7 separate regions of the Mus musculus genome follow, and regions 1, 2, 3, 5, 6 and 7 are each linked to region 4. A link is a contact called in public HiChIP or PLAC-seq and promoter capture Hi-C data. All regions are on one chromosome and are shown on one strand. Each heading gives the region's core, a stretch centred on a gene start, on an enhancer-like site or on the middle of the called end of the contact. The rest is flanking DNA. Distances are from core to core; before and after follow the strand shown. Region 1 holds the start of Map3k21 (mitogen-activated protein kinase kinase kinase 21). Region 2 holds the start of Ntpcr (nucleoside-triphosphatase, cancer-related). Region 3 overlaps Pcnx2 (pecanex homolog 2). Region 4 holds the start of Disc1 (disrupted in schizophrenia 1). Region 5 overlaps Gm42056 (a long non-coding RNA gene). Region 6 holds the start of Kcnk1 (potassium channel, subfamily K, member 1). Region 7 has its middle 14 kb from the start of Gm39283.

Region 1 (4,141 bases), core at 1,023-3,522, 860 kb before region 4:
AAAAGAAAGACATGCTGTGTATTAAGTATGACAGAACCCTCAAGGCAAACCACTTCAGGAGTCCCATGCAGTCAGCTGGAGACACGTGGTGTCAAGGCAAGCTTCCCTAGGCTTGTGGCTCATGGCTGGAGCAGCTGAGGCCTAAATGAGGTGGACTGGGGGAGGGGTGGAGAGCCATCCTGTGCTCACCCACAGCTGCAACCTCCCAGTTATTCATAATTTGCATAATGGAGAGAATGCTTTTTATCTTTCAGGTGCATTTCTGTACTGAAGGATTTTGACAGCCAGAGGGAATATGTGCCAGCATATAAAGTACCGCTTACTGCCCTGGCTGCTGGCTGCTGGCTACTGTCTTTCTGCTCTCCGAAGACACTGAGGTCCTTCCAGCTAGCTCCTGTCCTAGCAAGTTTAGGATGACTGAGGGGTTTGCAACTGTGCCTGGTCAGCACCAGCTTTGGCTGAATCCTTTAGACTTGCAAGAGATTCCATTTCACTCTGGGGAGGGGAAGGCTCTCCAGTAGTGGAGAGCAACTGCAAACAGCAATCCTGGACTCCAGCTCTCTTAGACGTTCATGCTGATGGTTTGTGTTTAGATTGCATGGGAGCTCCCTGCTAATGCCTGGAAAGTCCACTCTGACTTCCAGATCAGGCGACTGACACAACCTGATATTTCCAGTACCGTACAGGATCCGTGCACTTGTTCTCGGCCCAAATGGGTGCTTTCCAATGTGCAGAAAAGATTTCTCCTAACAGTACAGTCATGTTTCAGAGACAGAGACTTCTGACCCGTAAGGAAAGACCAAGGGCAAGAAGCCATGTTCACAGTGAACATGGTTTGGGGTGGGTGGTGGGGTAGAGCTCAGCGGCAGAATGCCTGCTTGGAATGCGTGAAGCCCAGCTTTTGCAGAGCGTACCAGGAGAAAAGAATTAGAAACTTTAATAAGACACTTGTAAAGTGGAAGGAAATGACTGACGGAGTGCAGGTAATGTGGCCACCAGGCTAAACATGCTCTGTTTAAGGCCAGGGCTGGTAAAGTCCCGTGCAAGCGTATTGGGAGACCTACACAGATTATATGTGTAGTGTCCGATAGGTCCGGAGAGTAAAAAAAAATTTATCTACAAGCTCCTGACCCTGTCTTTTAAAGGGGTGCTCACAGGTAATAACGCCAGGGTAAGTACGAACTTCCCTAAAGCAAGTTAACCAGAGCCTGTCTTCCCACTCTGTGTCAGAGCCAGACCCCTCTCTTGGCTCCTGGAACCTAATTCCCTTGGGGCTAGCCTCACTTACTGTTGCTGGACTTGAGGTCACGGTGCAGGATGGGCACCACCGCCTCCTCGTGCAGGTACAGCATGCCGCGGGCGATCTGCACCGCCCAGTTGACCAGAACCTGTGGGGGGATGCGGCGCGCGCGGCGGGGGCCGGGCGCTCGCGGATCCGATGCTGCCGCCGCCAGCGCGCGGTTGAGCGCGCCGCCACGCGCGAACTCCAGCACCAGGCAGAGGTGCGGCTGCCGCAGGCACACACCCCGCAGCTGGATGATGTTGGGGTGCCGCAGCATAGCGAAGAGCCGCGCCTCGCGCCGTACGCTCTCGGCCGCCGCCGCCGCGTCCTGCTCCGGGTCCCGGCGCGCCGCCTTCACCGCCACCTCCTGGCCCTGCCAGGTGGCGCGGTACACCTGACCGAAGCCGCCGGCGCCGATCAGCTCCTTGAGCTCCAGGCGCTCGAAGTCTACGTGCACAGGCGAGCAGGGTCTCGGCGGGGGCGGCGCCGGCGGCGGCACCGGGCCACAGGGCGCCACGTAGCTGGCCGGAAAGATGCCCAGGCGCCGCTGCACTTGGCCGGCCCACCAGCCCTCGTCTCCTGACACCGCGGCGTCCTGCGACAGTACCTCGACCAGCTGACCGCGCCTCAGGCTCAGCTCGTCCTCACCGCGCGCTTCGTAATCATAAAGCGCGGCCCACATCCCGGAGGAGGTACTCCCCGAGTCGTCCCGGGCCGGGGACAGCGGCGTGTCAGCCGTGCCCTCGGCTACAGGTAGAGCCATAGGGGCGATTGAGAGGTCGCTAGTGGACCAAGTGCGACAGCCACAACCTCAGCTTTCCGGGTCTCCAGCGACGCGTATCATCGGTCCGAGCTAACAGGGAAGGGTGCAGGGCTGGAGCAGGACTACAGAGGTTACGACCACTGCCCGGGGGCTCTGACCTCTGCTCTGCCTCCAGTTTGGCTAGTTCTTCCCCGCAGCCGCTAGCGCGGACAACCGGTGGCGGTGCTGGACCTGCTTAGACTTACGCGCGCTCCCCAGAAGTCGCCCCCACCCTCAGCCCCTCCTCCTTGGCCACTCCACCCTCCAGGTCCTTTCCCCTTGGCACTAGCTCTGGCCCCGCCGGGTTCGTTACCCCTGGGTTCCACCCTCCATTAGTCCCTCCCTAGTGCCAGTCCCGCCCTCCAGGTTCTTTAACCCCTAGAACTCTCTCTGAGTCTAACCTGAACCTGAGTCTCCTGTGCCCGACACGCCCCCAGCAAACCCATTCCGCCAGGTTGGCGTTTCTGCCCCTGTAATTTTGCTTTGCCGAGATTCGTCCTCCCTCCAAGTCTTCCTGGTTCCACCCCTGGTGCCCGCCCTTTCCCAAGTTCATTCTCTAAGTTCATTGGTGCTCCTGGATCCACACCTCTAGGTCCATTTACTTCGCGCTGGGGCAGTCTTCTTAGGCCCACTCTCTGCTCTGAGTTCATAAGGACCACCTTCTTTTGATCTCCTGGATCTGTCCCACCCGTTCCAAATCCATTACTCAAGGTCCCTTACTGACGATCCTCTAAACAGCCGGGTCCCCTCGACCGCCCTTCGGGGACCGCCTCCGCTTTCTAGGTCCATTCTGACCCCGCCCCCAGACTGTCAGCCTTTTCACCTCCACGCGTGACCTATTCTGAGCCCGCCCTCTGGCGTCTCCACTACACCTCAGGCGCCCTCTTGGCCTCGATGGCGGAGTAAGCCTGGGGCCACTTAAAGTTTTCCAGAAAGTTAAAGAGAGAGATCATGGTGCTCGAAGATGGTTGGACTCCTCAGTGAAAAGAGAGAGGAGATGGAGAGAAGAGGACCCTGGAGCTCTAGATGTAAAGTGACAGACCATCCCAGCAACAGATAGACGTTCGGATCCTGGAGCGCGGTTCCAGACAGAGGTCTAGTGTGCTTGATCTCACCGGACTGCAGGCATGGAAAGTCTCCAGGTTACAGACATAGGGAACCACAGTCTCATAACCCCGAAAGCTGGCGCGTTCCTGTGCCTACAGTGCTCCGATGTCAGGAATCCCCAGGTCCCGTCTAACCCTGTGTACCCTCAGACTCCGATGTAGACTACCTTGGAGGCACCTATGAGCTACAGGTTGCCAGGGTGACACAACTGATGAAGCTTTAAAAAGTAGAGAATACAGTTGCAAAATTGGTTCACGACACCAGAACACAACGTGTGCTAAGCCTGAGCGTCCTGGCCGGTGTAGGATGCTCCTAACACGAGAGCACATAAGGAGGTTTTGTTTTGCTTCGGCTCTTTGCCGTTTTGTTTGTTCGCAGTGTCTAAATTTGCTCATCTGTAAAACGGTAACCTCGCGTGGTAGCTGAGAAGAGCCTGGAGGGTGTTTGTTGAATAATAATTCACACCAATATTAATACTTTTTATTTTGAGGCAGAGTTTTGTCCGGCTGCCTATGCTGACCTTGTACATACTTTAGAACACAGGTTTGCCGGGAACTCAGAACAGTGAGCTCTCAGCCTCCTGAAGGCTGGGATTATGAGTGTGCGCCATCAGCCAAGCCTGGCACTCCCTGATAGAGCAAGCAGATGTCTGCCAGCACCCCTTTCATTAACATATTTTCTGGCTTTTCTATTCTTATAACTATTCTTATAATTGTTATTGTGTCTGTTTCGGAGTCTTCCAGGCTCTGCCCAAAAGCTACATAGTAGCCTACAAGGTGTAAGCCATCCTGGCCTATAAGGACTGCTCAGCTCCCGCTCTCTCTCTCTCTCTCTCTCTCTCCCTCCCTCCCTTCCTCCCTCCCTCCTTCCCTCTCTCACCATCTCCTATTTCCTCTCTCTCCAGCATGTTCCCCACTGACCTCTTCCTCTCTCTGTCCTTCTCTGTCCCC
Region 2 (3,713 bases), core at 381-2,880, 680 kb before region 4:
TCTGTTCTGGTTTAAATCTAAAGCATCCCTCCAGCCACTCTTGTGTCTGATCAGGCAGATGGTACTGTGTGGGGAGGTCGTTAAGCCTTTATAGGGCATGAAGCCTGGCTGTGAAGGTGGGTCAGTGGTGGTGGGCCAGAGGGTTGCAGCATAATCCTTATGGATTTTAAGCAAAAGTATGTATGTGCCAACAGCAGATGTTTGTGGCCTAGAACAATAAGGAACAAAGGTCCCACACTTAGCTCCTGAGGGTGGAGTTCCCTGGGGCTACCCCCGCTTTTTGTCTTTTATTATTTACATCCCAAACACTGCACACATACACACACCCCACCACCAACAAAAAGCCTGTCACTTTAACATTTCACTTTAGCTCTCATACCAAGCAGGCAGCACTTTTATTATAAGGGGAGGGGAGTATATTTATGGGCCAGCAAGACGGCTCAATGGGGCAACAAGAACCAACTCCTCAAAGTTGTCCTCTGACCTCCACACCTGCGCACACACTCACATACGTAAATAAATGCAACTTTCAAACTCCATATATCCGTATTTCCAAACAGACAACACACAGCAGCCCAAGAGCTCTTGACCCAGAGGCTATCTCCTCACAGGGATTGTTATGTTAAAAACAGCTGAGCAAGCCAGACAGTGGTGGCCCATGCCTTTAATCCCAGCACTTGGTAGGCAGAGGCAGGTGGATTTCTGAGTTGGGGCCAGCCTGGTCTACAGAGTGAGTTCCAAGACAGCCAGGGCTACACAGAGAAACCCTGTCTCAAAAACCAAACCAAAAAAAAAAAAAACCAGCTGAGCAAAGCCCCCTCTGAGATGACTTACAGATGCTGGTCAATATTTAGGAAGAGGCTGAGAGGCAGTGGTGCTGACAAAGGGTGCTTTCTTTTTAAAAGTCTCGCTAACTTGCTGGAGAGGGGCTTAGAAAGCCAAACCCTTTGGGATGTTAGTGAGACACACTGGAGTGGGGCCTGTAGCGCAAGGGGCGAAGCATTACTAACTCTTGAGACAGGAGGCAGGGGTGTAGAGGTGCAAATCCGGGACTGACAGTACTCCCAGGTTCTCCTCGGGGAGGAGGGGAAAGCCTGTGAGTCCGGTGTTCACTAAACCTCTTATGAACATAGGTATTGATGATGGCTCCGGGTGAACCCTACAGCAGGAAGCTGGGGACCCAACTGCACCCTGATTTCAAATGCAGGGCATGCTGTGCAAGGCCGGCGCGCCTCCAACTGCGGCCCCCTGCTCCTCCCCAAAGCCTCTGCCTGTTCAACTGACTCTAAAGTCTACAGAGTACACCTGGGCCTCAGTGGCGCGAGACCCGGGTGACAACCGGTCCTTGGGGACATGTAACCGGTGCTCCCCAGTCCTCCTGGCCTTCCCTCTCGCCGGGTTGCGATACACCAAGCCAGGCCGGAGACCGGACAGAGGTCCAGGCGCTCTACCTCCCCGCCAAGTCCCGCAGGCTCTGGGTCACCTGGAGGCCCGGTGAGGAACACGTGCCGCGACATGTGCGTGGGGGTCTGGGTGCGGGGTGGTCCAGAGCGGGGCGGTCGGGGGTCAGAATGGGCGGCCAGGCTCCACCCCTTACGCTGAAGGCCACGCCCCTGTCGGCAGGGAAAGCACCGCCCCGCCCCGTGGTCGCGCATGCGTTTCCAACGCTCCCCCCCCCCCCTTCCCGACACACAAGGCGCACGCGCATTCTTCCCTACTCCTGGTGCTATGTGGCAGTGGCTGGCTGTAAGGTCTGGGAACAGTCCTATGTGCCAGACTCACGTGAGGTGTCTGCACGGATGCATTCGTGGAAATTCCAGATACTTGGCCGTTGCTACTTAAGTATCTGAGTTCTGTCCCTGAGACCCTCACCTCAGGCTGCAAGTGAGCTCCTATGTAGCAATAGAAACCCTCCTTGAAGGAGCAGCCGTTGGTGGGATTTGAACTCCGTGTACAATGTTCACTTGGCTGCGGAGCAGTCAGCTGGAGAACAGCTAACCTCAATTTATCCTGGCCTCCACCTCCCGAGATGAATATCTGAGACAAGGTAGTAAGAGTCTAAAGATCTGATTAAGCTTTTTTATTGCAACCTGGAAGTAGAAGGAGCTTCCAGTGACCTGACCTGAGCGGCAGAAACGGCAGAAAGAGTTGTGGAAAGCAGAAACAAGAGCAAAAGCGAGGCTTCTCTCCGCAGAGTTCTCCCCTTCCATTGCTGAAAAAGAACTTCCTCACTGACTTCATTCAGCTGACTGGGACGCCCATGCTCGGGGGAAACTAGCCCAAAACAGTTTTTTCAAAGCCAGTTTGATGGTCATCTTAGTGATAGTGCCTTGATTCCATTTTGGCCCGATCTGGACTGCTAGGGGCTCACACAGCAGCTTGGCCCAAAGCGATGGCCTCCTTTAGACTGGAGTAACTGGCATTGGTCCGGAGAACTTGAACCTGTTTGCAGGAGGTTTTCAAGCTTGCCCACGTTGCAGACCTCTGATGCAGGCGGACTTCCTATCCCCAGCCATGCACCGAATCCCTCATCTCTGCTCCATACCTCCACACTTGTCTATCAACCCACAACTGCCTTACCCAGAGAAAGTGGATCCTTACCTCAGTTAGCCTCGAGACTCATTCCACCAGCAAATGAAGTGGCAGTGGCTTTTGCCCGCGATGTACCTGTAGACCCTTCTAGTCGAGCATGCGTGCAGTTGGGCTTGTGCTCAGTCACCCTCCATTCTGGATGAGAAAGCCATTTCCAGGAATCCTTACCTTTAATTGGTTTGCGAATGTAATATACATACACACATTCACACACACACACACACACACACACACACACACACACACACACATTTTTGGACTCCTTTCAGCAGGCAATATATGCCAGTTTAACAGCTCAGTTTCCTGCTGTTTAAATCACCTAAAAAGATTGGCAAGCCACACCTGCCACTGTCATCTCAGTGTTGTTTATAGCCCTGTGTTACTCTAATGGAGTATTATTACTTCTTATCCCAATGGGTAACTTGCCTTCCGCATCTTGCACCTGCATGGACTCAGAGAATGGCTGATGTAAGCAAAGCAAACCCATGGGAGAACCTTACACAGAGAGACAACATGTATAGAATCCTAAGTGCTTCTTGTATCCAGAATATTCATTTTAAATATTAACCCTCTAGAATTTTCCATCGCTGGCAAGGGGACTGGAATTGTAAGGCGTTCTGGGAGTTGGGTTGTTTTCGGTAGCTCAGAGACAGAATCGACATAGAGAATCAATACCGGAGGAAACAAAGAAAATGTCTACATCGATCTGCTTGGCCTTGGGCACTCTCCCTCTTCCTCTCCTTCTCTCTTTTTAAGACAGGATCTTTTCTGTAGCCCAGGTTAGCTCAAGCTTCTCCTGCCTCAGCTTCCTCAGTGTTGGGATTACAGTCATTCGCCCCCAAAACAAGTTAGATGGAAATCCTTCATCCATTAAAAGAAAAAAAATGAGATGACAGTAGTATGTTCACTATATGATAATTCATTGAATGAGTGCTCACTTGGTACAATTTCCACGAAATAACAACATAGTTTCAATGATTTATATGTAGTAAATTAGCATCAAAGGGTCACAGCAAGTGAGTACAATACTGATTTCAAATTTGGTTATCTTGACTCGTGTGTGTGTGTGTGTGTGTGTGTGTGTGTGTTCATGCATATATGTAATTGTGTGTACAAAAGCC
Region 3 (4,202 bases), core at 629-3,128, 770 kb before region 4:
AAATTGCCTAGAGCTGCTGGGTGCACACTGTCAGCTCATTCTGACCTGTTGGTTGCCGAGCATTCAGCTGTGCACCAGGTGGGCGGAGGCACCGAAGGACTCCGGGAGGCTCTGGATTCACCTAAGCGGCCTAAGGTGACAGGGGAGGTCAGGAAAAGTAATGAGAAGAGGGAAGGAAGAGGTGGTAAGGTCAGTGGTGGCACTGGTCAGTGGTGGCATCCAGCAATGAGAGCCTGTGGCAGGCAAGGGATGGCTCTGGCTGGGGGCAGAAGCTGCCTGGATTGCAAAGAGTACGAGATAGAGAAGGGGCAATGGGTGAAAAGTGTGTCTGAAACCTTTACCTTCGGAGAAGAAATGAACGCTCACAACCCAGGCTTCGGTTTCCACAGCTCCTCCCTGAAGGAGAGTCAGGCCACAGGCCCAGGCTGGTGTGCTTTTTAACATTCTCAGTGATTCCATGGTGTGCTGTTTGAGCTCAAACTATTGCCATTTTACAGACCTGAGTGGGATAGACTAGAGCGGTGCCTTGGAGGAAAGTCCTGTCTTGCTTTGCTTTCTTCTACTGTCGTAAACACCAGGCCACAAAGCAAGTCATGAAGGAAAGGGTTTTATTTCATCTTATGACTTTCAGGTCCCGCTCCTTCACAGAGGGGAATCAGGTCAGGAACTGAAGCAAAGGCCATGGAGGAGTGCTGCTTACTGGCTTGTTCAGCCTGCTTTCTTAGAGTACTAGGACACCTACCCAGGGATGCCACAGCCCACCATGGGCTGCCCACTCTCCCACATCAGTCATCCATCTAGAGAATGCCCCCACAGACATAGCCACAGGCCACTCTACTGGAGACAATTCCTCAAGTGAGAGTCCCTCAAGAGTGTCCAATTGACAAGAGGGTCCCTCAGGATTGTCCAGTTGACAAGAGGGTCCTTCAGGATTGTCCGGTTGATAAGAGGGTCCCTCAAGAGTGTCCCCTTGACAACTGAAGCAACAGTGACACCTGCAGGCAGAGGGTGGATGTTATTTTCTTCTTTCTGCAGCAAATATACCTAACCAAAGAAACTTAAGGAGGGAAGGTTTGCTTGGGTTCTCCGTGTGAAGGAGCACTTCATCTTATCAGGGAAGGTCTGACCTCCAGGGGCTGGAGACAGCTGCTCTCATGGCATGCATGGTCAGAAAGCAGAGACAAATCAATGCCAGTTGATCCAGTGATCGGCTTTCTCCGTTTCCTTCAGCCCAGGCCCCAGGCCGTGGAAGGGTGTTATCCATAATTAAAGAGGGTCTCTCACCTCAGTAAGCCTAATCTACATCATCCCCTCACAGCTATGCCCACAGGCTTATGTCCCCTGCGATTCAAGTTGACAGTGAATATTAGTTATCGCAGATGGATATTCAGATAAACTAGAAAATACATGGGATTCTGTAACCGAGTGCTGAATCTGGTACATGGGTGCTCTTCAGTAAATGTTGGTTGAATGAACAAACAATTTGCCCGTTGTGCTGTAAAGTCACAGAAGGAAGGGAGGGTCCCTGAAAGCTGGTGTGTGCAGGGGGTTGGGGGGAGAACATAGGAAGGTAGAGGGCAGGTGGGAGAACACGCTGAGAAGCCTGCTTGGTGGGGAAACGTGTGAACTTTAATTTTTGATGCATTAGAATAAATGAGTGGGGATTATATTATGTAAATTATATTATGTAAATTGTAAAACACATCGATTGAGAATCTCATTTAAATAGCAATTTTTCCTTTAAAAGAAAAAAAAAGTACTATTGACGATTCTGTAACAAGCCCCAGACTCGTCGTTCTCTGTGAGCTCTACCTTGCACTGTGGTGAAGCTGGTCTCTGCTGCACACTGACTGGTTTCTGCGTGTGACAGACGTGGCTCGGAGGGATGCCGCCTTCTCTCATGCATCTTTCACGTCTGTCAGAGTGACTGAGATTGCAGCAGTCAAATAGAACAAACTGTAATGAGAGGCAGCAGCTTCCTGTCAGCCCAGCCCCTCCCTTCTCTGATGCCTCCTTTCTAAGAAAAATCGACTTCCTCTCGGATAGCCTGTTGATTCTTCTAGATAATGCTTGTGCGTTCGTTCTGTGCCTGGGGTGCATCTGATTTGCCTATCTGTTGTCTTATGGAAGAGGCACTTCACTCCCCTGGTCCAGCTGGCCTCTCGGGTTGTTTGAGACCCTTATCTCCCTGTGTCAGGTACCACAGGTGCTGAGCAGCAGAGGTGACAGCTTACTGCTCTGTAGTCAGGATGAAAGCACCCTAAGGAGAGAGGGCCAGGGGAAAGTAGACTTAGGGAGGAAAGGTTTTAGGGGCTCATGGTTCCAGGGTTTTCAGTCCTCCACAGCAGGGATGATTCTCGGAACAGTCCAGTTCATGCTGGCAGGAGAATGAGGCAGAAGCTATTCTCGTCGTGGAGGACTGGGACAAAGACGGCGAAGCTGGAACCAGGGATCTGGTGGCACCCCCCAAAAGCCCATCCTAGGCTGGTGCTCCTCTACTTCAAACAAGGCCCCACCTCCTGAAGGAGCCGCACTGTTCCCACACAGATGCGAATAATAAGGACATAATTCCGTTAGCACTAGGGTGTGGACAGAAAATTTAAAAGAACAAATTTGTATCAAATGAATTCTAGGTTCAGTAAGGATTTGAAGTGCTGTCAAAATGAAGGAAGGGAGGGACAGGGGAAGGAAGGAAAAGGGAAAATGTGGCTGTTGTCTTAGGGTTTCTGTCGCTGTGATGAAGTACCATGGCCAACAGCAGCTGTGGGAGGAAAAGGTTTATTTCACTCTGGCTTTCACCATCAAAAGCAGTCAGGACAGGAACTCAAGCAGGGCGGGAATCTGGAGGCAGGAGCTGATGCAGAGGCCATGGAGGGTGCTGCTTACTGGCTTGCTCCTCACAGCTTGCTCAGCCTGCTTTCTTACAACAGAACCTATGGAGAAAGTCAAGGTCATGAACTTCGAGATTGTCCTAAGCAGGGTCCAAGAGCCAAGAAGCCCTGTGATGTCTTATCTTCTATTTTGGAAGTGCAGCCTATTTATAGAGAATGGAGAAAGGGTGGCATGCGTGTCACCCGGAAGGACTTTACAGCCTTAGTTCCAGCCCAGAAGGACAAAGAGCAGGAGGAGCTGCAGATAACAGATAGTCCATGCCAGGCGCTAACTCCTGACCAGTAGGGCTTCCCCGTCGCAGATGCCTCAGGGGTGACCCCCTCAGAGCCCAGAGCAGAAAGCCTCAATCCTTCCAACCTCTGCTGGATCCTGGTCAGAGCAGAAGATTGGTTTACAAAGCTTGGCAGCATCCTGAGGATTCCTGATTAATTTTTAATTATTGGGAAGACCATTGTAGTCTCACAGGGCACCTAACGAAAACACAACCTGAAAACCCTTTAAGAAAATTTAAAGCCTTGAACTGCAGCGAGCAACCATAAACTTGTAAATGGCATCATTATTTTGCATTCTGTTGCTCGCGGGGCCTCATATTCCGAGGGAAAGAGAAAGAACAATTCTCCGGTAATGTGTTTTTATGGTCTCTTTGCATATTGAGGATGTTCCAAAGAGGCAGTTATAAAATATGATCACACAGCTTTTATTTTTAACTGTGCCGTGTATGACTGCAGAGACAGTATGGGGACCGAGGACGCTCGTTTATCGTGTCATCTCGTTTGCTAGCTTAGCTTTTTATTAGCTTTCTCTGGTTGCCTCACAAGAAAGGATCAAGTTAAAACTTCAGAATTCTGGACTTTGTTTCGTCACCCTTCCCTATTGCCGGTCAACTTCGATGTGCCCCTGTCTGCCCACAACATAAACATTCACGGTGCGATCCAAGGGTCCAGAGCTTGAAGCATCGCCATCAGAATACATTACTGAGGTTGGCAGGATCCCGAGACAGGCAGGAATTAAAATGAAATTAATTTTCCATCAGAAGGTAAGTAAACAGACCCTGACCTCACAGCTCCGAGCTGGGAGATCTCAGACCCGCTACGACTCTGCTGTTCCATAACAATCTCTCCCTCCCCCTCTCCCTCCCCCTCCCCCTCTCCCTCTCCCTTCACCCTCCCCCTCTCCCTCTCCTTCTCCCTCTCCCTCTCCAGCTCCCTTCCCTCCCTCCCTCCCTCCCTTCTCTCCATCCCTCTTCCTCCTTGTCTTTCCCTCCCTCCTGCCTCACTGTACGTTTGTGTGTGTGTGTCTAGGGTTCTATA
Region 4 (3,706 bases), core at 1,096-3,595:
ATAGAGACAGAAGATATACAGATAGATGATTGATAGATAGGTAGGTAGATGATAGATAGATAGATGATAGATAGATAGATAGATAGATAGATGATAGATAGATGATAGATAGATGATAGATAGATAGATAGATGATAGATAGATAGATAGATACATAGACAGATACATAGATAGATAGATAGATAGATGATTGATAGATAGGTAGGTAGATAATTGATAGAAGATAGACAGACAGATTGATGGATAAATGATAGATAGGTAATAGATGATTGATAGATGCTGAAGATAGATGATAGAGACAGAAGATATACAGATAGATGATTGATAGATAGAAGATAGATAGATAGATAGATAGATAGATGATAGATAGATAGATAGATAGATAGATAGATAGATAGATAGATAGATAGATAGATAGATAGATGAAGATAGGTATAAACGGCAGAAACAGAAGACCAGGTATTACCTTTGACCAGGCAAAGGTCCACGCTCAGCCTGGGCTCCACCTGACACCTTCCCTTCAGCCTGTAATTGGAGACACCTGCATCTGACTTTGAGCCCCAGTCCCTGTTTAACCACCAGGGCCACAGGCAGGTGACTCCAACCCTTGCCACATCCAAGGGAAGATGAGGATGGTAGCACCAGCCCCTCACCGGTGTGAGGGGGACCTCATCAAAGGGCAGGACCAAGTGCCTGGCCCATGCACTCTCTGCAAAGTGGCACCTGTCGCCTGTAGGCTGTCACCTGCCCCAGTTCCAGATGTTCTGCTCTCCATCCCAGGGCAGCACTCTCAGGGCTAAGGTAATAATTACAGCCCAGGTGCTTTCTCTTTCTTATAAACAGAAGAGAAAGCCCGAGACTTGGAGAGACAGCTCAGAAAGCAGGTTTCTCATCCAGGGCTCTATTTGCTGTGGGCAGAATCCTGGCTAAACCTCAACGGTCTCCATGTCAGGTGCCAAATGTCTTTTCAAATACCCTGTAACTCAGACACTAACATGTCACACTGGCATTCCTGTATTGCCCACGATTATTTAGGTCTTGCATGGTCAAAATAATACTTAAGGACCCGTGCGTAGTGGAGCACACCTGTAATCCCAGCACTTGGGAGGCAAAGGCTAGCAAATTGGAGGCCAGCCTGGGCTAGGCAGCAGATTTAAGGCTAGCCTGGGCAACTAAGAGATTTTTGAGAATTTGCTTTGTATCGCAGAGATTTGGCCAGGGGTTTCATGTCCTCCTACCACATTAAACCCCTTTTAAAATCTACCACGTAGGCAGGAAAATCAGCTCCATTTTACAAATTGAAAAACTAAGGCATTCCCGAGTCCAGGATGCGGGTGCAGAAGACTCTTACCCTACACCCACCTACCAACCCTGTATTTTCCAACTCCCAATTGCAAAAATGTCTTCATAGAAGCCAGTTAAGGAGGTAGGGAAGCTAGTGATTAGTGCTCCTTTCACAGATGGGTAAACTGAGGCTCCAAGAGCCAAAAGAAGCTCCTAAGTCCTTTGCCTTCTCTCCTTGGCACAGCACACGCCCAAACTGCAAAGCCCAGTCTGGAGCAGATCTCCGTGCTTGTTTTATTTTTCATTGTTCTGATTTGATTTTGGTTTTTGAGATAGAGTCTCACTATTGTAGCCCAGATTGTATTAGAAAGTCTCCACAGTCTTCCTGTCTCTCGAGTGCTAGGAAAAGAGGCGTGTGCCATCACGTTCTTTTCTTGGGGTTTCTGACAGTGAGTTGCTGAGGTTGAAAAGCGGCCACCCACTTAACTCGATGTCATCACCGGGGTTGGTACGTGGCCCAAGCTGACAGAGGAAATGGAGCGGGTCCCCTCAGCCTGCGCTGCCCTGCGCGTCACAGTCCACACTCGGAAGTGGGCGGCGAGCAGCCCCACGGGAGGTGCGGGCTGCAGTTCCCACACCTCTCTCAACCTCGCCCCGCGTCCCCGCAGCGTCTGCGCCGGCCACCCGAGGGAGTCCTGGGATCGAGCTGCACTTGGGCGCTGCGGAAACCTTCGCGGCCACCGGGACCTCGCAAGGAAGGAGTGCGGGCGCGCCCTTCGCCGACTGCGCCTCAGGGCGGCCGGACTCTCGGGACGGGGACGCGCTTGGACGGGAGCTGCAGTGGGAGCTGGGGACACGACCGCCCGCACCCTGCACTCCCCGCTCACTGCCTCGATTTCCCTCCCCTGCATCAGGGTGCGCCCGGATCTCGGCAGGCCTCGTTCGCCCTCCTCCAGAACCCCGGGCCCTACCTGCGCCGTGGCTCGGACTGTGGATCGGAGCGCCCCGGGGACCCCCGCCCTGCATCGTGCGGCCGGCTGCGCCCCGGACGGCGGTGACTGTGGTGGTGATGGTGGTAGCGGCGGCCGCGGAGGCGGCGGGAAACGGGCAGGGGGCCGAGCCGAGGGCTGGCTTCTTCCTCCTGCCCAGGACCGCCGCTTCCTCTCCAGCCTCGGCCCCTCGCTAGCGCGCGCGCGCCGCCCCTCGCGGCTCCCAGACCGCAGCGCAGAAAGTTTTGCTTTTCACTTGGAGGAAACCAAGGAGGGGAAGTGTGATGGGGCAGTGTGGCCAGGGACCGAAAGACTGGGCGCTTCCCAGACCCTGGGAGTAAAAGGCGGGGTGGTCAAGAGAGGGACTTCTTCCTACCAAGTCGCGGTGAAGCCGAAGGAAAGTGACAGATGACAGGTCGGGGGGGGTGGGAGCAGCTGTTAAAAATGACTTGAGAATCGAATCTCTGGCAGCACGGGGCTGGCCAGGAGCACGGCACAAGCCTTGGCTTGTGCCAAGCTCCTGGCAGCTGGCTCACCTCCCCCATCCCTTCCCTTTGGCTGCTTCAGCAAAGCACCTGCTACAGGACAGTGGGTACAGGAAGTGCCAGTCAGGGGTTAGGCCCGTCATAACCTCGCCTCTGGACCCCGAGGCAAAAATAAACCTACAAAACTGAACTGCATGGAGTCAGCCGGAGACCTGACTGTGGGTGGAGCATGGGGCAGTGGGAAGAAGCCTGGGAGAGTGCGTGCTGGAAGGGAGGAGCCTGTGGCCCTAGAAAAAAGACCAGGTGCTGGAAAGGTGGGCCAGAGCAGTTGCCTCTTACCAGGAACCTTCGGGTAAGCACGGGCGGATGCGGCTGAAGTTGATAAAGACATGAGCAGAGTCAGGATTTAGTGCAGTGGGTAGGGTAACAGGGTTGAAAAAGGCACTGTGTTGGTATCCTAGTTTGCTTTACCTGTCAGTGTGACATAGCCTAGGGTCCTGTGAGCAGAGAGCTTTAGTCCATGATTACCTAGATCAGATTGGCCCGTATCGCGTCTGTAAGAAAGGTCTGGACAGTTAACTGGCCTTCGAAGGCCCAGCCCACTGTGGGCGGCACCATTACCTAGGTTTCGAACTATCCAAGAAAGCTAAGTGAGCTGAAGCCCATCTACGAGCCAGCTGGCAAACAGCGTCCTCTGTGGTTCCTGCTATACCTGATTGGCAGTGAAGTGAGCTCTCCATTGGAGGTTAATGCTGTGTGCTATAGCAAGCAGGCCTGCCTTAGGTTCCTGCCTTGACTCCCCTCAGTGATGGCCTGCGATCGATCTGAAGTGGTCAGCTAAAACGAATGGAACGCCTCTCCTCCTCAGGAGGCACTCCGTAGTAAATACAGTTGAATTGGCCAGCCTGCCATAAACACTCTCAGGTCTACCTGACTCACTCCCGAGGA
Region 5 (3,745 bases), core at 1,138-3,637, 910 kb before region 4:
TAACAGTGAAGATACTATAGACCATTTCCCATATGAACAAGATGCAAGTTCTCTGGAATGAGCACCTAGGATTGCTAGAACATATGGCAGCTGTAAGACTGCAATTTAGAAACTGTGAGATTGCTTTCCAGAGAGTCTGGACATTGGGGGGTCACAGCCTAGTGTCTCCCCATAGCTGTCTGTACTTGGTGTGCTCGCTGGTTTTGTTTGTTCAGCTTTTAAAACACAAACAACCATTCTAATGGGTGTGTGGTGACATCATGGGTTTTAACTTGCATCCTTAGCTGATCAAGTAGGGCTGTCTTCACTGATATGGCATCTTATGTGTAGTCTGTCTGCTCAAATATTCGCTCACATCATGGGCAAAATTGGATTTTTTTAAATCTATATGTTTTTGCATTTTAAGTCCATAAATTAAATCCATGATGAATTTTGAGTCAATTATTGCAGAGGTAGGAGATTTAAGTCAGGGATCATTTATTGTCTGGTTCTATCCAGGAAGTCCACAGCTATTGCTGACAATTCCATTGAGCTGCTTCTGAGTGGATTCCTTCCACTAATTGTTAAATTTTAGTTACAGTGTTGTCACATCACAGTTATTCACTTGGTCCTTCTTTCTTTCTATTTCTTTGGGGGAAGGGGAGGGAAGGGTCCATTTGGCTTATGCATCTACATTATAGTCTATCACTGAAGAAAGTCAGGACAGGAACTAAAGCAGGGCAGGAACCTGGAGGCAGGAGCTTATGCAGATATCAAGGATGGGTGCTGCCTACTGGCTCATTCCTCATGGCTTGCTCAGACTGCTTTCTTTCTTTTTACGTTTCTTTGTTGAGACTGTTAAGAGGGTTTTATATGATATGGTGGAGCCCTTGTGGCTGGTGCAGCAGTGGAAGCTTGGAGTTGCTGCTCTCAGGCCTTCAAAACAACTGAGAACTGAGCGTTCAGACCACAAGCCAGAGGGGATGCTTCAGATTCAAACCAGAACAGGTTTGGTAAAGGACATGTTTCTTTTGGGAGAATAGGGAAAGGTTTGAATCGTCAATCTTTCTGTTAGAAAGCAAGAGTACTGCTATACATGGATGTCCTGAATTCTTCTATCCAGAAGGTAGGAGGAATAGAACTCTATAATTGATATTGAAGTGACAGCTGCTCATGGGGGGTGGGGGTGGGGGCGTGACACAGAAAAGTGTGAGTGTTCTGTTGTCAGTGCCAAGTTCAAGATTGTGTGGGAATCTCACTGTGTTACTAGATTCATGATCAGAGAGCAACCTCACCTCGTGGTGACACCTTGTGAAATCACTCACAACAACCAGGACACTGTGACCTGGGGGTAAGCCACAGCTCAGCTGTGACTCCAGTTCCTCACTGTGACCTGGGGGTGGGCACCAGTTCAGCCGTGACTCCAGTTCCTCACTGTCATACTGTTTTGTTTTGTTTTTTTTATTCTTAAGTGTATGCTTTTAGTACAGAAGATGACACAATACGGCCAATGTTCTGTTTTTCTATGTAGAGGATGTTATCTGTCCAACCCTGATAAATTCATAGAAGATGAAGGCATGGCGTGTTCACCTGTGTTGGCCTATGTTCATAACTATGCAGTTCAGCACAGGGATTCCTGGTTCTCCTCTCCTCTAAGAGATAACATGGTCTCTACACTCTGGCCAAGCCTCTAGTTCTATGCTGTCATCTCCTCGAAAGGTCTCCATTGTGCATGGAGTCATGTGACTATACCAGTGTTGTCTGAAGATCCTCAGGTATACTTCATCTTTGCACAGCCTGGTAAAACCCAAGTCAGATGTTCCCCTCTGGATGAAATTCCACCTGTCTCTGCGTTGCTCATATGACAGCCAGAGATCAGAGTCCGGAGGACACCTGTTGAGATTCCCAGGTTCTTGTGCCCTGGAACAAGGACAAAACACACGGCACTTGTAGTGTTTGAAACAGAGTTCATTAACGAATAGGAAGGCTCTCTTTGAAAGAATGCAGTATTAAAATCCTGAGCAGACTGCGACTAAGGCCTCAGTACCTACAGAGATCTTCACCTCTCACAGATACTGACTCGTTCCGACTGAGACATGGCCCGTGAGTCTCTAACAGATGTGGATTTCCAGGGTCTTGAACCTGGGGAAGTGGGTTTATATCACTTGGTGACATTGCTGGCTCCATGTCTTGCTCCCCACCCCTTTCCTGTCCTCTGCCTGGGAACCAGAGATCCTGCTTACTGGCCCCTGCTGTGAAGCCCCTCCTCTCTGCAGAAGCTGTAAGAAGACACACACACACACACACACACACACACACACACACACACACACGTTCCGCTGTGTGGGTCTTGCTTCCTCAGTGTGTCCATCATAGTGTTTTCTGTTTGTCTATCCAGGGCATTAATAACACTTCTAATTGAAGCCACCGGCGGCCACGGATTCCTGGGTTCCTGAAAGGAAAGCTGGGGTTGGATGGGAAGGACTGCGAGAGAAATAATGAGTCGAGACAAAGTTCTCTGATCAAGGCTCAACTTTAATTCTAGGGCCTGATTTTTAAAGGGGTGAGGGATGGGGGGGGGGGACCCATCCCCCACTATGCCAGGATCGCTTTTTTTCACTTTGTCAGGATCTGTCAGGAAAACAAGCTCAGCGGCTCAGCAGGTAGCTTCTTGCAGGAATCTGCAGATAGGGCAGACAAAAGACTTTACCTAGGTCAGAAGACTCTACCCTAGGTGAGCTAGCAACTGTAGCAAACGAGGTCTGAGCTAGCCTTGCTTAAGGCTGATGGGCGGGCGGGCGGAGGGGGGGGGGCATGGGGGGGGAGGAGCGGGGGCGGGGGCAGGGGCAGGGGCAGGGGCAGGGGCAGGGGCAGGGGCAGGGGCGGGCGGGCGGCACATCTAATAAACTGCAGACCCACAACTATCCATCCCAGTGTCCCACCCGGGACCCTAATCTGAGACTGTCTGGGAACAGCAAGTGCTGCAAACCACTGAGCCGGTTCTCCAGCCCCAGCAGAGCCTCTTCTACCCACTTGGGCTGCTGCCGTGAAGTCTGTCGTGACATGGAATCCTCCCGCCAAGTGGATAAAAGCCATTTTGAAAGCAGGGGAGACAGAGGAAGCTGGCAACAGTGTCTTCACACCAGGGGTTTCTAGGCAGGAGACAACTAAGGCAAACTGGAAAGCTGGGACACAGTTTCCAAGGTCGCTGCCCCCTGATGGGATGTTTTCAATACTCTGAACACCTGCCCTTCTCTCTACCGGTTCTGAAGGGCCCCACTTGCCCCCTTGGTATGGCAGCTTCATGCACGGCGCGGGCTGCCTTTCATTATCACTCAGTTGTGGCCGATGAAGTGTAAACTGAGGCCCGAGGGAGAGGCAGAGTCATCTTTTGCAGCAATTATTTTCTGATAGAATGGAACCAATGACATTAGGCAGCATCCTTCCTGGTCTCGTTTTCTTCCCGCTCTCTCTTACCGGAACGTAAACACACCCCCTCGAGGCGTTACAGCCTTTCTACAAATAGAATCGAATGCTGGAGCTTAGTAGCAGAGGAGCAGGTTAACCTTGGGAACTCACATCTTTGCCGACCACCCCAGAGGTTGCACTCGTCCTAAATCACAGCATCTAGATTGCCACCGCTGCTGGAGAAAAATAAGCCCACGATTGCAAGACCTCATGGTTGGGTGTCCTTTCCTCGACTGTCCTAGCTTTGAATTCTGGCAACACACGAAACCTCTCTTATCCATGGCTCAGGGGTTACATG
Region 6 (3,625 bases), core at 894-3,393, 940 kb before region 4:
CAGCCAACGTTGTGAGCCAGTTGTGAACTTTATGTAAACATTCATGTCTATGGTGGAGGAGGGATTTACACTCTGACACAAATAGGATCCAAAAAGACCTGACTGGCCTGGGTGATGTTGAGATAAAGCCGGGACTGTGAGCAGCAGGGGGGGGAGGAGACTTTTCTTTGGAAAGTGAGCCAACAGGTTTGTCTTGTTTCGGCATCCATTTAACACAGTTTTTTTTTTTTTAAAAAATACCGCAACACAGCCTAGAACTCTTTCTGTGTCGATTACAAGTTCAGGAACTCACCCCAGATTTCCAAACAATAAATTTACCTGATCTGGCTGGAGGTTGGGTGTTTACAATAGTGGGTAATTAATAAAATAATTTACCCGGCCGCAGCCCAAAGGAAGTTGAGAAGGGTCAGCCTGAGAGGCAGAGAGGAGGGAGAAGGAACGGCTGGAGTAACCCAGGTGCAGTTGAGTCACTTGCAAAGGTGGGGCAGGGGCATAACACACTGTTCCTGGCAAGAACTCACAAGGCTCGGATTCCAGAGTGTCCCTGGGCACTGTGTGACCTTGTGCCTGCCAAAAGGGGCCATTTCAAAAATTGGATCTCATGCATAAGAAGAAGGCACGGTACTGAGGCCCTTTGAGAGTCCCTCTGGCTGTCCGTGCACCGTTTATGTCCTTCCTAGCCTGCACGCATGGCTAGCCACCACTGACGAAACCTGGCCTCTCTCCATCTAGTCTAACTGCTATGCCCCTGGGCATGTATGTTCAGCTGGATTTCTAAGCCTCTTGAAGACGTTGAAGCCTCAAAGTAGAAGAGAAGCTCAACGCACCTAAAGTTGAAGTAACCGCTGATTCAGGAAGCCCCACCATGTGGGGCCCAGGTCAAGTGACTCCCTTCCCTTCTCCCACCCTTCCTCCTACTCTGAAACCCCCATAGGCCTGCCTGCTTAGAGGTCACCTGCAGAGAGCAGAGTGATGTCACCACTGTCCCCAAAACAGATCCAAAGAAGCTGTAATAGGTCTACAGTAGGGAAGGGAGTCACAGTCATGAAGGTGACCCATCCAAGGGTCATTGCTAGGTTTCTCGGCCTGGGGTCTCTGGGATGGGGCCAGAAGGAGGCGAACGCTCTTAAGCACAGGATACTCTCCTCATCTCCTGGTCTTGCTGCTCAGTTGCCAGGACAGAAATGTCGGGGACCTACCCTCCCATCAGCTCCTACCTGCTCCTCACAAGGACGGAGAAGTGAATGAGACCCCTGCAGCCTCAAGGTCCAGAGTGTTTGAGACCATTCCCAAAGAGTAACAGCTGCAGTACCCATATCGTGCTCCGGGGTCACCTCACTGGCTGCCGCCACTGCGAGCCACCGCAGGATGCGCCCAGCGGAGGCCTGGGGACGCCGGGGTTTGGGGTAAGGTGGCAGCAGCGGCCCTACCTGTGGTGGAGAGCACGGTGCTGGCGAAGAAGAGCGCCGAGGTGAAGTCCCAATTCCAATTTCCCGAGGCGTTGCTGAGCACCGACACTCCATAATTGCTGGCCTCCAGCACGCGGCCCAGGAACTGCTCCAGCTGCGGCTCCGACAGGCACTCGTGCTCCTCCAGGAAGCGCCGCTTCAGCTTGCGCAGCTCCTGGCGCAGCAGGTCCTCATAAGGCAGCTCCACGGACGAGAAGACCACGGCGCCGAACACCAGGTAGAGCAGGTAGCCCAGCACCAGGAAGCCGAAGCACCAGGCCGAACGGTGCCGCTCCACCAGGCGCACGCACGAGCTGCCGGCCAGGGACTGCAGCATCTTCCCGGCGCCCGCGCTCCGCGCCTCCCGCCGCCGCTCCCTTTCCTGGTTTCGTGCAAATACAAGAGGCCAGATGATGTGGCGGTGACGTGGTGGCCGGCTCAGGTAGCGGGAGTTGGTCGGGCGGAGCGCTCTCACCCACTTGGCGGGAGCTGCTGGCTGCCCGCGCCCCCTACCTGGCTTCCGAAACCGGAAAGTGCAGGTTTGGTGGCGCCAGACCCTGGCCAGGCCACCCGGAGGCTGCCTGGCTCCCTCTTCCCTTCCCCAGTGCAGTCAGCAGGCCTGAGCTGAGAGAGAGAGAGAGAGAGAGAGAGAGAGAGAGAGTGTGCGCGCGCGCGCGCGCGCCACCGTAACCCCCGTCCTAGCTACTTTTGTCCCCCCAGGCATTCCTCCTGATTAAAGCTACTATAGCCAAATACCAAGGGTACAGATAGATCCTGTCTTCCTCTGTCTTGTTGACTGGACAGCTAAGCCATTTGCTGCCCAGACTATTGAAAATACAATGAACCTCTTTCTAAAAAGCTACTTGAATCCTCTCCTGACCCCATCCTCCACCTGGAACAGGAAAACACAGCTTCTGGATTTTAGCCTAAACAATACCCCAAACTTTAAGGACTTCGTGGTCAGGAGACAGAAATGGAAATGTGCGCTAGGGCACGGAGGAACTGATGGTGGATGAGGTTGGGTTCTACATTTCTGCATAGACATGTGCAGCCGTGTGCTTCTAGAGTCTAGCTGTGTGCTTCTAGGGGTGGGGGTGGAGGACCTGACTCTGTGACACTTCCTAGAGAAGGATGACAGTCACATACATAAGACTCAGCATAGCTGTATCCTGTCTTATATATCGTGCCATACATCATACCTATTGTCTTAGGTTTTTATTGCTGTGAAGAGACGCCATGACCACAGCCGTTCTCATAAAGGAAAATATTTACCTGGGTCTGGTTTACGGTTTTAGAGGTTTAGTCTATAATTATCATGACTGGGAACATGGTGGCACACAGGCAGACATGATACTGGAGAAAGAGCGGAGTGTTCTACATCTGGATTGGCAAACAGGAGAGAGAGAGAGAGAGAGAGAGAGAGAGAGAGAAAGAATAAAACTGGGTCAGCGTGAGCATTTAAAACCTCAAAGCTCAATCCCCTGCGACACACTTCCTCCAACAAGGCTACACCTCCTAATAGCGCCACTCCCTATGAGCCTGTGGGGGCCATTTTCATTCAAACCACCACTCCACACACAGAGGTGTATTTTTGTCATTACATGCACATGGAGTCAAGAGTCAGGGACATTCTAAAGGCTCCTAACTAGGGGAATGGGAGCAGGAAAGATGACGTAGTGGTAAAGTACTTGGGTACCCAGACTTGTGGTCAGACACTCAGGACTCGAATTAAAAAAAAAAATGTTGAAGCATCATCATCATCATCATAGCATTATCATTATTATCAATGTCTCCAATGAACTCCGGGAATGGACTCCGGTTGCCGGGACCGTGGTTAGCACCTGGACTGCTGAACCGTTCCCCAGCCAAGATGACATCTGATCTTTAAAGATGAATTTGAAGACTATGCAGACGTAAGCACAGCTGTCTGGAATCTCAAATATGCGAACCGTTTATGCTGTACCCTGTAACAGAACTGTGTCTGCAAAGCAGGCTAACATGTAGAAGTAGAACTGCCTCCAGCAGCTGTTTGTGGGGAAGTAGAGGAGAGAGGTAGCTTCAATTTCTTATATTAAAAAAAAATACTCCTCATCTATGGTAGATGATATCAGTAAGAGAAAGCATTAAAGTAAATCCGAATTAATCTAAATACTTGGAAAATTCCATCATCTGCCTAC
Region 7 (4,204 bases), core at 924-3,423, 650 kb before region 4:
TTATTATGAAGGGTTGGGTATGGCAGGGGATCCTGAAGTCTTTAAAGCTGTTCCATTTCTTGGGCAAAGGACTGGCTCAGTGGGTGGGTAACAGTACTAGCCGCAAAGCTTAGTGGTGGGAAATCAATCCCTGGGACTCACTTCTACAAGTTATCTTCAGACGTGTACACACACACACACACACACACACACACACAAATAACTGCCACCCTGCAATTAACAGTAAAGGAATAAGTTATCTAAAGCAAATAAAATTTTAAAAACTTAAATTAAATTAAAAATAAAATTAAAATGATATAATAAGATAAAAGTATCCTTAGACTTTTCTTAAATAAATAAAAAAATGAACAAAACACCTGGAAAACCGAAGAAGGTGAAGAGACCACAAAAGGTGTAAGAGGGTCTGTACCAGGGTTCTTGGACGAGACAGTCACCAAGTGACCAAAAAGACAGGGGCCAGGCACAGAAAAATTATTTGAAAATGTCAGCCTCTCATAAGAGCTGGGAAGCCTGCTGGGTCACTGCTACTGCAGTCTGTCCACCAGTATGGCTTGAGTGTGCAAGATGCTAGATCAGCCCAGAGATAGGGGAGCGAAGGGGAGAGACCAGGAGGGGAGGGAAGGAAGCAGGGACAGCAGGGGAGGGTGGGGGAGAGAAGAGCTTCATCTATGAATCTACCTTTCCTTCGCCTGCTGCTAAACCTTTTTGGGGAAAGATTCTAAATGTCTACAAGTCTTGCTAATGGCCTTATTTATGAGCCACACTGAGCACGCTCAGTACTCCCTTCGGCCATCTTTGTCTTACAAACTAAACATACCCAGACACTTCCGGCTGGTTAGCTTTCCTTCTTGAACTGAGGGTGCTCAGGAAGGTTCAGAGGACATTCTGCAAGCTCTGGAGTGTGCCCATCTCTAGAGTGCTTTTCCATATGAATAGTGTACGTACTCTCTATTCAGTGAGACTTCTCAGCTCAGGGACAGCCTTATTTAGGAAACGACTCCCATGCTTTCTCTCTTCTGCTGCCCTCAACGACCCCTTTTCCACGGACTTACATCTTGGCTGTATTTCTTTTGGTCTGTACTCTGCCTGAGGCAAGTCCTCTGAGTTGGGTGTGTGTGTCTGCTTATGCAGAGTGGTGAGTTGGGTGTGTGTGTCTGCTTATGCAGAGTGGCTGAGGGAGTCAACCCTAGTGACCCTTTCTCCTTTCTCTGTCCTTGCGGTCGGTCGTAGGCTCTTCCCAAGAGGAAAGACAACCACACTTACTTTAATCATTGATATAGTCCTGGCATTCCACATGAGGCCTGGAGCAGACTCTACACTCAATAAATATTTATAAATAATAGTGAATAGTTTCAGAATTACTAAAGTATTCTAACACAGTCAACTATTTTAAAGAAGGAATAGTCTTTCTTCATTGTTGTCTTTAGGTCTTTTATTTAGAAAATACTTGGGGCCTTTTAAAGCTCTCCATCTCATTGTTAAATTGATTCAGAGACCTAGGGAAGTGAGCCAAATCTATATTGATCAAGATATTATAGATAAAGTCAACAATTCTTAAAATCACATTTCCTGACGACAGAGCCTAAGAAATTTCCTCATAGAACTGACAGCTCTTCATGACAAAGGCAGAGTCCACATTGTTAGCAGGAATCATCCCTGCTTGTTGGTGTGTAAGCTGCTGGGCAGACAATGGGGGAAACTATTCAATGACATGGACACAAATAAATCAGCTGTTTATCCTACACTCAACGTGAGCCAAACCCGGGACTGAGCTGTGGGGATGAGGAGGAGCTGTGGGAATGTGTGACCTTAGAGAACATAAGATGACCACTGAAAGACCTTGCTAGAATAGCATGCTGGGGACTTCCGCTAGAAGGTTGTGACTAACACTCCCTTCCTGCAATGACAAAACAAGCTTTGCAAGAAAGCTCCTACTTTAAGGTAGGTGCAGATAATGACCAAGAATGTTTCAGTTCCCCCTTCTGGTGACTAAGACCTCACCTCACCCATGGCCATTAATATTGCTTAAGGAAGGTCACGAAACAATTGCCAATCCGGAAGGGAGAGGCTAATTACCATTTCTAAAGGGGGGAAATCAAAAAGTCTGCCCTGGCCAACAATGGGCTTAAACCAACTCTTATTGTTATCAAGTCCTACCCTTAAACTATATAAAAAGTGTGTGCTTAGGAGATTGGGGTTGACTCTGCCCAGATTGCAGGACAGTGTGGCATGCCAGATCAATAAATCTCTTGCTTAGTGCATTGATCTCCGTCTCTGTGTTTCTGTGAGTGGGACATCCAGGACATAAGGCTCTTCAGGTCTTACAGAGCCACGGTTGCAGTTCTCCAAACCAGGAAAACCATGCAGCCTCCCAAGTTCAGAAGAGAGAAACTGTTGTATTAGCATCTTATCTAAGTCCAATAAAATCAGAGAGTCAGACTGGATGGAGACCATTGTCCCTCATCACTGATCTTTCCACTGCCTGCTTCAAATGTGTGGCCCATGGAGCTCTGAAGAGAGTCTAAAGAAAGGGTAAACACCCCACTACAAACCCGACTTTTAATGTTATTATTTGAATTTTATGTGCCTTTATCTGTCTACATGTACATCTATGCACCACATGTGTGCCTACTGACCAAGAAAGCCAGGGCAAGGCGGTGAAATCTCTGGAGTTGCAGATAGTTGTGAATCACTTTGTGGTGCTGGGAACCCAGCCCAGGTCCTCTGCAAGAGCAATAAGCACCCTTAGCCTCTGAGCCAGCTCTCCAGCCCCACTCACTGTTTTGAGTTAGTCATTTCTCTTGAACAAATATTCAGGCTGTTACTTTTATTCTAGACTTCGGGGGATGGGGGATGGCATTTCCCTGTTTGGAAAGTAACTTTTATTCACCTTTTTAAATTGTCATTTCAGGGGCTTACTGCCTCTGCTAACTTAGGCCTAGACCTGGAAGCTTTTAGCCTTCATACAATCTTATCTAGGCCCAGAATGCTTTCAACTTCTGAGACTTAATGCTGAATAAGCTCACCCCTTCTAGTTCTTTCTGAACACTGTCTGACTGGTTCAACTCCACTATTCTGGCTCAAACTCCTTGACAAGGTGAGAGATTCAATCTGGCTTCTCTCTTGGCCTCTGACTTTTTGCTCTGCTTGGCCTCAAACTAACTCTGGCAATCTGTTCTAATCTTCTGGCTCCTTCTCATTCTCTAGCTCATTTTGTCTTCACCTGTGTACAGCTTGTTCTCTCTCTGCAATCTGTCTCTCTATAACTGTCCAGGTAAAACTCTTCAAGTAGCTTCCCCCTCCCCCCTCTTGTGAGAGTTGGGATTAGTCTATTTTGTCAAATCTTTCTCTGGTTCATCATTTTGTCTGCCACTCAATTAGATGTCACTTTCAAACATGGGTGCTTCCATCTACAAACTAACTTTACCTTCTTTGTTTGGGATTAAAGATATACAATAAGGGCTGAGTTACACTAAAACTAGAAACAGTTTTTTTTTTTTCAATAAATCACACAATCTTGGGATTCACAGTGTGATCAAATACCCTGCAACACCCATTAATTCTTGTTAATTGGACAGGTTTCCACTCTTCATGCCTCCTTACAGCATGCCCAAAGATTTGCTTTTATGTGTCTTAGCATCAGCAGCTATGGAAGAAGGAGACCCAGCTCCATGCTATTGGCTGTAGCACCCTAACAAGTTCTGCTTAGAGGCCCCTACTGAGGCAGAGTCAAGATTCAACTGCAGGAAAGAATTGCAGGATGAGCCAGTGGGAAGCAGAGTTGGTTGCTTATCAAGAAGGAATTTTGACCTAGAGTTAAGCACAGGCAATAATGGATAGAGCACACCCGAATGTGGACATAGGCTTCTCAAGAATCATTTAAATATCTCACCAATAGTTGCAAAGTCTTTGGGTCATTGGTTGGGTTAACAGTTTCCCACATTGTTCTAGTTATCTTTTGATTGCTGTGATAAGACAATGGCCCAAAAACAATTTAGGAAGTAAAGACTCACACACCCTGATCACATCCATCTCTGAGAGAGTTCATGGAAAGCAGGGCAGGACCCAGAGGAAGGATCTAAGAAGAGACCACGGAGGGATGCTGCTGACTAGCTGGTTCCTCGTGGCTCACTCGCTTGCTTGCTTGCTCGCTCGCTTGCTTGCTTGCTTGCTTGCTTGCTTGCTTGCTTGCTTGCTTATATAA

Evidence for each region. Promoter capture Hi-C pulls out the DNA fragments that hold promoters and counts their contacts. HiChIP or PLAC-seq counts read pairs in DNA pulled down with a chosen protein or histone mark.
Region 1: an H3K4me3 HiChIP or PLAC-seq map of embryonic forebrain shows a contact between it and region 4, with 8 times the contacts expected there. The contact joins the promoter of Map3k21 here to the promoter of Disc1 in region 4. A contact is called at or near these places in 3 of 39 promoter capture datasets (the C10 cell line, embryonic stem cells and hippocampal neurons), 1 of 15 datasets of contacts at CTCF or cohesin (large pre-B cells) and 12 of 115 datasets of contacts at active chromatin or transcription factors (astrocytes, bone marrow-derived macrophages, embryonic basal ganglia and 6 more).
Region 2: a contact with region 4 is called in a promoter capture Hi-C map of embryonic stem cells, with 5 times the contacts expected there. The contact joins the promoter of Ntpcr here to the promoter of Disc1 in region 4. A contact is called at or near these places in 6 of 39 promoter capture datasets (3T3-L1-derived adipocytes, embryonic stem cells, hippocampal neurons and 2 more), 7 of 484 Hi-C or Micro-C datasets (the Ba/F3 cell line, CD4 T cells, LSK cells and 4 more), 14 of 115 datasets of contacts at active chromatin or transcription factors (astrocytes, bone marrow-derived macrophages, embryonic forebrain and 9 more) and 3 of 9 other capture datasets (adipose tissue, liver and macrophages).
Region 3: an H3K4me3 HiChIP or PLAC-seq map of forebrain shows a contact between it and region 4, with 11 times the contacts expected there. The contact joins the enhancer-like site here to the promoter of Disc1 in region 4. A contact is called at or near these places in 1 of 39 promoter capture datasets (embryonic stem cells), 1 of 484 Hi-C or Micro-C datasets (bone marrow-derived macrophages) and 8 of 115 datasets of contacts at active chromatin or transcription factors (astrocytes, craniofacial prominence, embryonic basal ganglia and 5 more).
Region 5: a contact with region 4 is called in a promoter capture Hi-C map of stem cell-derived epiblast-like cells, with 2.5 times the contacts expected there. The contact joins the enhancer-like site here to the promoter of Disc1 in region 4. A contact is called at or near these places in 6 of 39 promoter capture datasets (the 3T3-L1 cell line, embryonic stem cells, liver and 2 more).
Region 6: a contact with region 4 is called in an H3K27ac HiChIP or PLAC-seq map of embryonic stem cells, with 5 times the contacts expected there. The contact joins the promoter of Kcnk1 here to the promoter of Disc1 in region 4. A contact is called at or near these places in 1 of 39 promoter capture datasets (embryonic stem cells), 1 of 484 Hi-C or Micro-C datasets (embryonic stem cells) and 1 of 115 datasets of contacts at active chromatin or transcription factors (embryonic stem cells).
Region 7: an H3K27ac HiChIP or PLAC-seq map of embryonic stem cells shows a contact between it and region 4, with 2.7 times the contacts expected there. The contact joins the enhancer-like site here to the promoter of Disc1 in region 4. A contact is called at or near these places in 11 of 39 promoter capture datasets (the 3T3-L1 cell line, the C10 cell line, cranial neural crest and 6 more), 3 of 484 Hi-C or Micro-C datasets (the HL-1 cell line, the N1E-115 cell line and embryonic stem cells) and 6 of 115 datasets of contacts at active chromatin or transcription factors (embryonic forebrain, embryonic stem cells, forebrain and 2 more).

Annotation. Positions count from the first base shown.
Region 1 is chr8:125,908,581-125,912,721 of GRCm38.p6, reverse strand. It overlaps Map3k21 (mitogen-activated protein kinase kinase kinase 21), which reads right to left and starts at 2,272. Exons shown (of 10, transcript NM_145608.2): 1 at 1,289-2,272. The coding sequence starts at 2,045.
Region 2 is chr8:125,732,120-125,735,832 of GRCm38.p6, reverse strand. Ntpcr (nucleoside-triphosphatase, cancer-related) reads right to left here and starts at 1,630. Exons shown (of 5, transcript NM_025636.5): 1 at 1,484-1,630. The coding sequence starts at 1,517.
Region 3 is chr8:125,821,662-125,825,863 of GRCm38.p6, reverse strand. All of the region lies in intron 19 of Pcnx2 (pecanex homolog 2), which reads left to right. Among named protein-coding and RNA genes, the nearest start is that of Gm51603, 13 kb to the right of the region's middle. Within about 2 kb of position 1,878, at least 28 of the 459 cell types and tissues checked have an H3K27ac peak or open chromatin away from gene starts, as enhancers often do. A contact at or near this core is called in forebrain, where this site is marked.
Region 4 is chr8:125,052,834-125,056,539 of GRCm38.p6, reverse strand. It overlaps Disc1 (disrupted in schizophrenia 1), which reads right to left and starts at 2,345. Exons shown (of 13, transcript NM_174854.2): 1 at 2,256-2,345. The coding sequence starts at 2,310.
Region 5 is chr8:125,963,438-125,967,182 of GRCm38.p6, reverse strand. Gm42056 (a long non-coding RNA gene) reads right to left here. Exons shown (of 2, transcript XR_879364.1): 1 at 3,013-3,745; 2 at 2,497-2,660. Among named protein-coding and RNA genes, the nearest start is that of Gm42056, 4.9 kb to the right of the region's middle. Within about 2 kb of position 2,387, at least 10 of the 459 cell types and tissues checked have an H3K27ac peak or open chromatin away from gene starts, as enhancers often do. A contact at or near this core is called in stem cell-derived epiblast-like cells, where this site is marked.
Region 6 is chr8:125,993,620-125,997,244 of GRCm38.p6, reverse strand. It overlaps Kcnk1 (potassium channel, subfamily K, member 1), which reads right to left and starts at 2,143. Exons shown (of 3, transcript NM_008430.2): 1 at 1,431-2,143. The coding sequence starts at 1,785.
Region 7 is chr8:125,697,475-125,701,678 of GRCm38.p6, reverse strand. No RefSeq gene overlaps it. Among named protein-coding and RNA genes, the nearest start is that of Gm39283, 14 kb to the right of the region's middle. Within about 2 kb of position 2,173, at least 15 of the 459 cell types and tissues checked have an H3K27ac peak or open chromatin away from gene starts, as enhancers often do. A contact at or near this core is called in embryonic stem cells, where this site is marked.